Regions from separate parts of the Mus musculus genome. Here regions 2, 3 and 4 are each linked to region 1. A link is a contact called in public Hi-C and promoter capture Hi-C data. All regions are on one chromosome and are shown on one strand. The core of a region is the stretch at or near the end of the contact, and the rest is flanking DNA. Distances in the headings are between cores, read along the strand shown.

The links. Promoter capture Hi-C pulls out the DNA fragments that hold promoters and counts their contacts. Hi-C and Micro-C count contacts between places; a contact is called where the count stands out from the background.
Region 2: a promoter capture Hi-C map of hippocampal neurons shows a contact between it and region 1, with 4 times the contacts expected there. The contact joins the promoter of Pttg1 here to the enhancer-like site in region 1. A contact is called at or near these places in 3 of 39 promoter capture datasets (the C10 cell line, cranial neural crest and hippocampal neurons) and 1 of 15 datasets of contacts at CTCF or cohesin (large pre-B cells).
Region 3: a Hi-C map of cortical neurons shows a contact between it and region 1, with 3 times the contacts expected there. The contact joins two enhancer-like sites. A contact is called at or near these places in 1 of 15 datasets of contacts at CTCF or cohesin (pro-B cells), 4 of 484 Hi-C or Micro-C datasets (cerebral cortex, cortical neurons and granulosa cells) and 3 of 115 datasets of contacts at active chromatin or transcription factors (SST interneurons, VIP interneurons and large pre-B cells).
Region 4: a contact with region 1 is called in a Hi-C map of cortical neurons. The contact joins two enhancer-like sites. A contact is called at or near these places in 2 of 39 promoter capture datasets (embryonic stem cells and hippocampal neurons), 4 of 484 Hi-C or Micro-C datasets (cerebral cortex, cortical neurons and uterus) and 1 of 115 datasets of contacts at active chromatin or transcription factors (embryonic fibroblasts).

The regions. Positions count from the first base shown.
Region 1 is chr11:42,607,891-42,610,725 of GRCm38.p6, reverse strand. All of the region lies in intron 8 of Gabrb2 (gamma-aminobutyric acid (GABA) A receptor, subunit beta 2), which reads right to left. Among named protein-coding and RNA genes, the nearest start is that of Gm34591, 190 kb to the right of the region's middle. Within about 2 kb of position 1,420, at least 17 of the 459 cell types and tissues checked have an H3K27ac peak or open chromatin away from gene starts, as enhancers often do. A contact at or near this core is called in SST interneurons, cortical neurons and hippocampal neurons, where this site is marked.
Region 2 is chr11:43,424,882-43,427,716 of GRCm38.p6, reverse strand. Pttg1 (pituitary tumor-transforming gene 1) reads left to right here and starts at 1,466. Exons shown (of 6, transcript NM_001131054.2): 1 at 1,466-1,516; 2 at 2,036-2,134; 3 at 2,820-2,835. The coding sequence starts at 2,047.
Region 3 is chr11:43,343,432-43,346,266 of GRCm38.p6, reverse strand. No RefSeq gene overlaps it. Among named protein-coding and RNA genes, the nearest start is that of Mir146, 30 kb to the left of the region's middle. Within about 2 kb of position 1,391, at least 46 of the 459 cell types and tissues checked have an H3K27ac peak or open chromatin away from gene starts, as enhancers often do. A contact at or near this core is called in SST interneurons and cortical neurons, where this site is marked.
Region 4 is chr11:43,269,065-43,271,899 of GRCm38.p6, reverse strand. No RefSeq gene overlaps it. Among named protein-coding and RNA genes, the nearest start is that of Gm12146, 46 kb to the right of the region's middle. Within about 2 kb of position 1,454, at least 34 of the 459 cell types and tissues checked have an H3K27ac peak or open chromatin away from gene starts, as enhancers often do. A contact at or near this core is called in cortical neurons and hippocampal neurons, where this site is marked.

The sequences.
Region 1 (2,835 bases), core at 171-2,670:
AAACGGTCATCATTTCTAAGGCACTAATAACTTGCAGTATCTACAACCCACAGAAAAGGTTCAGAGTTACAGATTCGCTTAGTCAGACACTGCTCTGCTCTTAAAATGTTTTCTCGGTAGTGTTTAGTAGAGATCTCAGATCTATACTTCCTCTCCAACAGAGTAGCAGTGACTTCCTGTCCCCATGGTGAAGCTGATGGCTTTAAACCAAACTTGTTACTCCTCCCCTTCCCCTTGGCAGTGATTGGTGCTGCAATTGAAAAGACAGAGTGGTCTATAGAAAGGAAGATTCCTTCCTAGTAGGCTCCTGCATACAAAGGAAATGCCCCTTTCTCTTTCTGGGCAAGAAAGAGGAAATAGGTAATCTTTTTGCTAACCTGGAAGTTAACGTCAGAACAAAGTATCATTTCTAAGTAAGATTTGGTATTGTCTGTCCTGATATCTTCCTTTCTCTTGTTTTATTCCCATTAAGCAGTGATAGAAAACCAGAAGAATTTCATTATAATAATTAACAGCCTCTTCAGATAAAATTTGACCCATAATTTGGTAAGAGTGTATATGTGCATGTGTGTTCACCTTTCTCTCTCTCTCTCTCTCTCTCTCTCTCTCTCTCTCTCTCTCTCTCTCTCTCTCTCTCTATCTCTCTCTCTCTGTGTGTGTGTGTGTGTGTGTTTGTGGTTGTTTATTTGAGACAAGTCATTACTCTGTAGCCCAGGCTGGCCTAGGATTCACTATGTAAGGTTCCTGCTATCAACTTCCCGATATCCTTCTGACTCAGTTTCCTGAGTGCTGGGATTACATCGTACAAGGCTAAAAGTAGTAATCTTTTCAGGAAAATTCAATGATGCCTCACATTTTAAATAAAATTTTCCTGAATATATTTAAGTCACTTAAACAAATTCAGTGTATATTCAGATCTTTTAGCTTGCTACTTTCTACAACATCAAAGTGAACTTGAAAGGTTAGGTGTGCCATGTCTGTTATTTTCACAAACAAGACAACTAAAGACAAGTGAGGCTCTTTAGTGAAAGTCTCAGAGTTGTTTCAGAGACTTAGCTACACAAAGTCCTCTGGCTTTATGAATCCAAATTAGATTCTGTGACTGGTTCCGACAGTTATAGAAGTGAGAGGAAAGTTATTTTAAAACAGCTTCACATGCAATCTGTGATTAAAATGTGCAACTCAGAGCGAGATAGAAAAAAGATAATCTAAGCATGCATTCTACTTTATATAGCCCTAGCTCAATAACTTACTAGCTTCTGTGGGATCCTGAATAAATCCCTGGAATCTCTGGGCTTTAGCTTCTGTACATTACATGAGAGAATTATTAGAGGTGATGTCGCCTATTCTTAAGTTTATGCTAGGCACTGGTAATAGACCAGCTGGTCCTGGACTCAATTGCAGCATCCTCAATGTAGCTCTCAAGGCAACAGCCATGAGTCATGCAGAGTTGATATCCAGAGGGCTCACTTGCATTCCCTCAGCTAGATCCTTGCTTTTTCCTATGAACCATAGATCAGTTGCTTTGGCATTGCTGGAAAGTGTGTGTGGAGATTACAGAATCTCAAATCTTAAGACACAACAGACTAAGAGTTTGTACTCTAGCAGTGTCCTTAGGCTACATGAATGCATATTAGACATTGAGATAAAATGGGATAAATCATCTAGCCCTAACCATGCTACTTGACCTTCTAAAAGTCGCTGATATCTGGTTGTTGTTTTAAAAAGTCAACTTTGGAATTATGCATGCATACATATGCTATTCCTGACTCAAGCATGTGGGTTCCTCATAAGCGAGGTTCTGAATAGAGCCTCCAGGAAAAAGGGAGCTGCAGAGGGAGCTATAAACTCTACAGCAGCCACGAATTTCTTACTCAGCTGTGGTCTAATGACTTTTGAGCATTTGGCCAATTACATGGTGAATTACCCTAGTGAACACTTGTCAAATGCACCCTCTACTCTGCCTCCTAAGGTCTCTCTCCTTAGAACTAATGTTAATCTGACACAACCTTGTCAAATATCCCTGTGCTAGTTCTAACACCCAATTTCCCCTAGCTTGGGCGTTTGAAGATGATGGCAGACAGTGCATGTTGCTAAACTTTAAAACACAGAGCAAAGAAATGAACGAAAAAAATATAAATTTAGAATATATGGCAGAACACTGTGCTCAAGTGATGTCCTGATATTTCCCCAAAGGAGAAATTCCTGTCTGTATTCTTGGTCAAATTTTGAAATCTTTCAAATCAAAAGAACCCAGGTTCAAATGACATGTTAGTCTCTTATGTTATGAATTATCAAATGAGTTTCTTGGATCAAAACTGTATTTTCTGGGACTAAAGGGTTTGTAGAGCAAGTGTACAAGCTTATGTTTTTGTGGTCATGTGAATTTTGGGGGGAGTTTGCTAAAATTTACCTTGTCAGGCAATCAGAAATTCTGACCTAATAAGCTAGAAGTAGAGCTAAGAGTTACTTATTAGCATACTGGTGATTAAAATGTTGTTTCCTAAAGATGACCCTCTATGTAGTTGTGTTTTGGGGCACTGGATAACAGAAAATGATTCAAGTAGAAGTCAGTTTGACTGACTTCTGAGTTTGCACACTCTTGGTGAGTATTAGCTTTTAAGAGATATCAATATTTGAGACTCTGATAATTTGAGCATTTCTACAGAGTGGTCCAAGCTGAGGGTAGAATGGTTTCTATTCAGTCAGAATGCTGTCCTGTGTAGTCACTTCTGTCAGAGGCATTTTTTTTTTACTTTGATAAAGAGTTTAAGATGCCATGCAGATAAAATTATTATGCACTTTTAACTCATAGACTAGAAGACAGTGCTATGA
Region 2 (2,835 bases), core at 217-2,716, 820 kb before region 1:
ACGGTATCCAAATTAATAAAACCAGAAATGAAAAGAGACATAACAATGAAATATATCTTAAAATAATTATTCCGTTTATTGAATATTAACAGCTAAAAATATTAAACTCATGTTCTACAAACAAACAAAAAGAAGGAGAAGAAGAAGAAGAAAGCAAGCAAGCTTTCTTGATCTACCACTCACCAGTCACACATCAGCATCTCCTGTGGCTCCATAGAGCTGAGGACTTTACAAGCTGTCACAACCTTTGTAGAAAGGGTCTGTCCAGCAGGAGGGGGTGGGGTGGGGTGGGTGAAATTCCTAGTACAAGTATCCCAGTATCAATCATGGAACTTTAGAATGTTTTCAGGAACACACAAAGGAGACTAAGGAACTTTTATGTTAATTAAATATAATCACACACATAGCAGAAAGTGTGCAGGGGGAGGCTCCAATGTTATTATTAACAATGCTTATTTCAATGGGAAGTCCTGGGCTCTTGAATAATCTCCATTCTTTGTCTTCAAACCTGCCAAATTTCCACAAGTTCTAAAAATAAGCAGAGATTAACTACTACTTAAGAGGCAAAGGCAGGCAGATGTCTTAAGTTCCAGGCCATCCTGGTCTACATAGTGATTCCCAGGACAGCCAGGGTCTTCTTCAAGATCAGTAAGTGCTTGTAACTGCCCAGGAATCTCTCCAGTCTTGGATAGGTTTTGGTGGGGGCCGATCCAAGACCCAAACCATCTTCTCAGTAGATTAGTGCCTCTGACTTTGACTTGAAGATTTAAGGTCTGGATTAAACCTCTTGGCTTCTTCAGTTAAGTTTTTATGTACATGTTGGTCTCTTCTACTACTTATTCCTTTTTAGTCTTCTCCAAACTCCAGTATCTACTGCGCAGGCCTGTTCCCCTAGAGATTACACTCTGGCTACTCTGATCTGAGCTCTGAGGCAGGAGAATCTTGAGTCAGAAGCAGGCCTGGGCTAGTGAGTTTCCGAAAAGCCTGAACTGGGTAGTAAGAGACTTTTTCAAAGAAGCCAAAACCATAAAAGTGAGCCTGGAGCAGTGGCACAGCCACTAATCTAGTCCTTGGAAGACCGGAAGCAGTCTCAGGAGTTAAAAGTGATTGTCATTCACCATCCATTGCACAGTTCAAGGACAGTCTGAGTCCTGTGAAAACCTGTTTCCAAAAAAAAAAAAAAAAAAAAAAAAAAAGCCCTTCAAATTTAAAGGGACAAGACGTTTATTGGGTGAGTACCTTCTCGCAGGTCCATGTCGTGGCAAACAAAAAGCCTCTCACAGGAGTTTTGGACAATGTACGATTCTAGTTTGTTTGTTTGTTTTTTTTTTTTTTTGGTTTTGTTTAGTTTTGTTTTCCTTAATACTTTGGAGACAGACGCGAGAGCTGGGCGGTGGCTGAAAACTTCCGTTGCTCCCATTGGTTCTCAGGCTGTAGGCCCCACCTCCTCTCGGAGGGACCAATTGAGTTACAGTTTAAACTGCGGTGTGCCGGGTCGTTGGTGGCGCAGTCTTCGGTGAGTTTAGCTGTGAGCTCGTCGTGGGTGAGGGCGTCTTGGGCGAGCTTGGGGTGGCGGGGAGGGCAGACCCGGGACTGGAGGTTGAAGCAGGGTCGGGACGTGTGCTTCACTCGGCCCCGCGTCCCGAGGCGCTCTTGTCGTGCTCGACCCACAGCAACGCTGTTTTTACTTTTCTTCTTCCCTCCCCACTTCAGGATCTCAAGCAGCCCTGGCTGGTCTTGAACTTGTTATGTAGCAGGAGGCCAAATTTGAGCATCCTCTTGGCTTCTCTTTATAGCAGAGATTGTAGGCTGGAGACAGTTTTGATGGGTGCCAACATAAACTGATTTCTGTAAGAGTTGAGTGTTTTATGACCCTGGCGTGCAGATTTAGGATCTGGATTAAGCCTGTTGACTTCTCCAGCTACTTATAAATTTTTGTGCATAGGTGCCCTGGGTAAAGCTTGGTCTCTGTTACTGCGTAGTTTTTCCAGCCGTCCTCAATGCCAATATCCTAATATTCAGGTCTCTCCCTTAGAGTAATCCAGAATGGCTACTCTTATCTTTGTTGATAAGGATAATGAAGAACCCGGCCGCCGTTTGGCATCTAAGGATGGGTTGAAGCTGGGCACTGGTGGTAAGTATTTCCTGCCTTGAGATACACAGGTGTTGTGAATGGTCCCAGCCTACAGTTCCCAATGTAACCTAGGGGGGCCTTGAACTTCTGATCCTTTGACTCCACCTGCCCAGTGCAGTGATTACAGGCATGGGCCACCTTGCCTGGCTTATGCACTGCCGGGAATGGAACTTGGAGCTTTTCAAATGCTACTAAGTCACGTGTCCAGGCGCTCTGCTTAAATCGGTTTTTTGAGACATAGCTTTAACTGGCCTGGGATTTGCTATGCAGATCAGGCTGGCCTTGAACTCAGGAGATCCACTTACCCCTGACTCCTAAATTCTGGGATTAAAGGCGTGCGCCATGGTGCCTATGTTCATACTTATTGTCTTAATGAGGTTATTTAGAGTGCTAAGTAACTGCCCCAAATGAGGCACAGGTTTGTGTGTAAGAATTGAGTTAAGTTGTATGGCCTAATCTTTAAGAGCAATACATTTATTACCTTTATTTGTGTATGTGTGGGGTCACACGCATGCCGTGGTGTGCCTGTGGAGGTCAGAGGACAACCTGTGGAAATTGGTTTTCCTTATACTGTGTGGGTTCTGGGGACTGAATTCAGGTTGTCTGGTTTAGCCGAAAGCTCCTTTATTTACCCACTGAGTCTGTGATTTTTTTTTTTTTTTAATGATTATCCCTTTTTCAACAGTCAAGGCCTTAGATGG
Region 3 (2,835 bases), core at 142-2,641, 740 kb before region 1:
TCCCACGTGTAAGGCTGAGAGAGCATTGTGAAGAGGGGGCAGAAAGATTGCAAGAGCCAGGGGATCAGGGACTTTGATCTAAGATTGTGTCTCCTAGTAATATCAGAAGCTGTACTCATGAAGTCTCACCACTAAGACTGTCCAAGTGTGAGCTGAACAAGGATGGCACCAGTGGACATGACAGATTGGATAGGGGAAAGCCCATGAAGTCTCAGCCCCACATAAAGAGCTCTAGGCACCTGAATAAAGCAGAGAGTGGGATGGGGTGGACCTCCCCAGGGAAGAGCATACCAGATGGTTGCCAAGTGCCACACTGCCAGCCCTGTAAACACACATACAATTAATCAGACTAGCTAAACAGGTTGCATTCCTGAATACGTTCTATCTATCTATCTATCTATCTATCTATCTATCTATCTATCTATCTATCTATCTATCTATCAATCTATCTATCTATCTATCTATCTATCTATCTATCTATCTATCTATCTATCTATCTAATACATGTAATGACAATTAGTGAAAAAGAGGACATAGATTTGAGGGAGAGTGGGGAGGGCTTGGAGGTAGGAAAGGGAGGGGAGAAATGTAATTAAATTAAATAAAAAACATTGACCACTGTTTTTGTTTGTTTGTTTGTTTTGGATGGCATCAGCCCTGAACCTTTAACAAGTGCAGAGCATCCTGTGATAACTGACCCAGGCATCTATAATGGGCAGGTTCCTGTTGACCCCACCTGTGCCCTTCAGGTTACTCTCCTTGTCTTTGCTGGGGAAGAATTTTGATGTCTTTCAGATTATCTTTTCCAGCATTTCCATTGTTTAGCAAGGGGAGATGGCTTCTGAGCTCATATGAGATCTGCATGCGAACACAGGCTTTTGGAGCCACCTGCTCTGCTGGCTGCTCATCATAGAGTGTAGCTGGGAAGGAAAGACAAAGGGACCTCGAATTTCTCTGTGCGGGCCATTTACAGAACATTGGGGAAAATGCCTCTTGTTCACTATTTTGTGTTCGCTGTGTCTGTATTCTGTGCTTCAAGTATCCAAAATACTGTCCCCAGATAATAGCTTATATGGTACATTTGGTCTGGTCCTCTTTCCTGTGTCCCTAAACAGTTTAAACCCTCCATATCCTCTTCCTGTCCTAGTCCTGCCCCGCCTTTGTGTTCCCCCAGGACTATGTTTCCCAAGGGTGATTGCCACATCCTGACAGCTGCCCAGTCACAAGCTAAATATAAACCCTTCAGACAGCAAGTAAGCCCCTCTGGTTATCTGCTCCTTTGTGTAGCTTATTATCCTCCCAAATCAAACTCCAGAGGAGACTCACAGATCATGCATGCTGGGCAGGGCCGGTGGGGTGCGTGCGTCTGACTGGGTAAACCAAACAAACGAAAGCGTTGTGAGTCAGCTGTACCCTTTCAGCAGAGCGCCGGGTCTGCACTTCAGACAAACCCTCCAATCCTCAGACGTTGATTTTCAAAGCAAATTGCTGCATGTCGCATCAATACTGGGAGCAGATGTAATAGTCTGGTGAGCTGGCTGCATGCAGCCAAGTGCAGGGACATAGAATCAAGGGCAGAGAGTAGCTGGCACACTGAGGCTTGTATTATCTATATGGCTCTGCCTTCCTTACAGGACCATAGGAAATGGAGGCACGGTGGGCAGAGGAACCCAGGTCTCTGGTTGTCTTAGAGACTGCGAAGCCCAGGGCTATGTCTTTATAGTGACCCATGGTAAGGTCTGGGGCTGCATATGGCCTTCTGGCTGCGAGGATTCTTAACACAGAGGGCAGCTTGGGATCTCCAGGGGCTACAGGCTTAGTCAAGGCCAAAAGCTGTCATGCTGAAATAGCCAAGGCCTGAAGGAAAACAGATTTTTTTTTTTTCTTCCAGAAATTGGTGGTCTATTTCAAACCTTGTGTGCAAATGCTCAAGAAACAGGACCAAGGGAGGAATTAATGTTTGGAAAAGGCTCTGGGGTTGATGCCATTCTGCAATTTTTCTGTGCCTGGATTTCCCTCATGTTTCTCTAGAGGTTCACCTTCTTGGCCACTACATGTGGTCCCAGGACCTTGTTTCCTCTCACATTGTATTCTCTCTCCTAACGATATAACCCTAGCTAAGCCAAGCACTTCTTTCCACTCCTCCTCCTCCTCTTCCTCCCTCTCCTCCTCCTTTTTCTCCCCTCCTCTCCTCCTCCTCCTCCTCCTCCTCCTCCTCCTCCTCCTCCTCCTCCTCCTCCTCCTCCTCCTCCTCCCCCCTTTTTCTTACCCGAGACAAGAGCTCACTGTGTGTTACCTAACTAGCCTGGGGAAACTCAGTATGTAAACCAGGCTGACCTTGACCTGACCAATATCTTTCTGCCTCTGCTTCACAAGTGCTTCCATTAAAAGGAGTGTGCCTTTAGTCAGGCCCAACTTTCCCCTCTGTTTCCATGCATCACATTTAAATACAAAAGTCACGTCTGTTTCCTACCAGCTGCAAATGGAATACCTGACTTCACCATTTGGATGTCTTGAAATCAGCATTTTGAGAGTGAGCCTGCAATCACCCATCTGTGCTTTCTGATGTTTCTTACCTCATTGAACAGCAACCACAATGCAGTTAAATAAGTCAGAGACTTTGTCGAAATCTCGTATCTCTTCCCCGCTTGCAATGCTGTGCTTAGCCTTGCGTTGATTACTTGACTCAGACATATTTTTAACCTGCCCACCTTTCCCTTTTATGACTCTGACTCCTTCTGAAACTACTACCGTGTCTTGCTTGGACTAACAGATCAACTGCAACCCCTAATTCTTTTTCTTGAACTCACTATAGCTCCCAATTAACCAAAAATA
Region 4 (2,835 bases), core at 205-2,704, 660 kb before region 1:
TTAATGTACATTTTTAATTTGAAACACAATGGCCACCCTCAGACTATCCTACATTCTAAACTGTATTGAAAGGCTATAAGGGGAATGGAATTCTCTTGCTAGTGTATCTTCTAGGCAATGTTGTTCCATTTGCTGTCACTTTTCACCTTTTCCCTACTTCCTCAATCCCTCCCCTCTCACAGGGAGCCAGGTTGACCTCATAAGCTGCAACTTCTCCACGTTGACTTTCCTCTTTGCTGTCTAAGGTTCTAATGATTTACTAACTCATTTCCAGACTTTTCTCTTTGTCACTGTCTTCAATATTTCCTTTGTTGGCTTGGATTCATTCTGTAGCAGAGTCATATGGGGGACACTTCTATTCAGCCATCTGGGTGTTTCTCCTCCAGCCTGTCAGCCTCCTGGATCTGTCAGCCTGGACCAAGAGACCTTGATCTGGCCAAGAAAATCTGCCATAGATTATTGCTGGCATGTCTTGTTTTCTTATCATCCATACCCTCCATACATTTCCATACCCACCTACGCCACCTCTAGATGATCTCTCTGCTGGGATTTCCTGATCATCTCCTGCTTCTGGCTCACTCTAGTATCTCTTAGACCTCTCAAGATAAACCCCAGTAGCTGATTTAATGTAAGCATGGTAGCTTTCTTTTGCCTTCCAGGTTTTTAGCACTTCACCAGTTTCACAACTAGAACAGATTTTAGAGACCAGCTCTCAGTTTCTAACATTTGTGACCCACAGAGTAAAATGGAGAAGATACCTATATAATGTCAGACCTAGAATATGAAGCTGTAGGATAAGAGCCAATTAGGGTAATGTGAGATGGGAATCCAATCCTCTATTTGGATTGCGTCTTCCCAGTGGTTTTGAGGAATACAGTTTAGCATTCCAACTGATTTGTTAACTCTTTTTTTTGGGGGGGATGAACAGAATCTTGAAGGAGATAGAGTAATTTGTTCAAGGTCACCCAGTGGATTAGTTCAGAATTTGAATCAAGGCTTTCTTAGCTTTACCACTTTCTGTAGATCCACAAATAAGACAGACTACAGGGGACTTTCAAGGGAATGATCAAAGAGTGTCTACCTCCTATTAACCCATCATCCCTTCAAAGTCTCACAGTCCGTCAATAGGTCCCTATGAAAATCATCAATATCATTTCCTCTTGAAACGTCTCCCTCCTGCCCTGATATAAATGCATTGCTGGCTTGTTAATTTTAGTTGGAAAATCGGAGACCTAGTGACAACCACTACTGCACAGGGCTCCTCTGCTGTTCAATAAATGCTAATAAACGGCAATCTGCAGTCTTAACAATTGCTTCTGCCTGAACCCAGATGCAAGGGCAAAGATTACTTTGGTCTGAATTGGATTTGAAAAGGCTGAAGGAACAGGCTTTGAGTGCGCAGTGGAAATGCCAGTTGAATATTAATTACTGCTGCGCTGCCGGATTGTGGAAGGGTGTAGTGGTTCAGCGCAGAGACAAGAGGGACTAGCAAAAGCCTTCAGAATGCTTGTGCTTGTGGAATCCAAGAGCGTGGCTTCAAACAGAGGCTTGGGAGCCTGGGGGTGGCTTTTTCTACAGCTCTCCCAGTGTTCCGAGAGCACTTCTGCTCTTGCAATTTGCTCATTTTATTTACTCTTCAGAATCATCATAGTGACTCAGCCAGGAGCTGTCTTACGGGCAGGTTTTAATTAGTGGCCTGGGAATTCAAAAAGTAGCAGGGAGGTACATAGGGGTTCCAGAAGCTACTTGCCCCACTAATTATTTCGAACACTCCAAGAATGGAATACTCATGCCTCTAGTGATTCCCAACACACAGTTACGACCAGCCTGCCTTACACAGTTATCCCCCTGACCCCAGCATTAGTCGTGTGTCGCATGTGAAGGATAGAGATTTGCTTATGAACATACTGAGGTGATTTCCATATATTCCCACCCCTAGCAATCTTTTAAATTATGGATACTAAATTATGTCCTACAGATTTAGCTGACCAATAGACACATGACTAATTGTTTCTTTCCATTTGAAATGTGAGCCTCCTGGTGGGCTGTATGTTTTGGTGCAATTATATCAGCCCCAGGCCAGAGCTGGGCCATTTTAGCCACCTGAAGAGTGTGCTAATTGTCCTGAAGTATACTGCCTGATGTGTGTCTCATTGCTGTAGTGGTTTTAATGGGAATTTCTAATTAAAAATAAGAAGAGAGTCAGGGTTGGATGCCTTCCTCCTGCATTACAGTTCAGGCAGAGCCCCCTTGAGCATGCTCATGTGATCAAGCCCATGAGGGGAGGCAGCTAGGGCAGAGACTAGCGTGTGTCTGGTTTGTCTAGTAGGTACAGCTCAGGCTGTTGGAGCTCTCATTAGATCTGGGCCAATGTCAACATGTCTTCCCTCATGCCACTTCTCCCAGGCTCTGTGTCAGTGTGTGGAGTGTGTGCCAGTGGGGACTCTGGGAAGAAACAAGGCAGGGATTTTAATCAGCTGGAGTTTCAGGCTGACATCTGGAAGGAGTTCATGACATAAGATTGTTCTAGAAAATCATAGTCACACCCCACTGCTTCCAAAAGACCAGGTTCCCTGGTGATTCAGTAAGTGGTCCAAGAGTCTTATCAGATGAGAATATCAGCTCTGTCCTTATTAACAGTACATTCTTGGAAAAGCCACTTAACTCTTTTGAGCCTTGGCATACTTCCTTATAAAGTGAGGATAACTAACAATAGAAACTCTGATGGCATATTGGTGGACATTTGCTTAAGACATTTTTGTATTGTACATGGTGAGTCACATTTCCTCCCCATGCCCCAAACCCATATTCTTACTACCTTGTTCACAGTCTAAT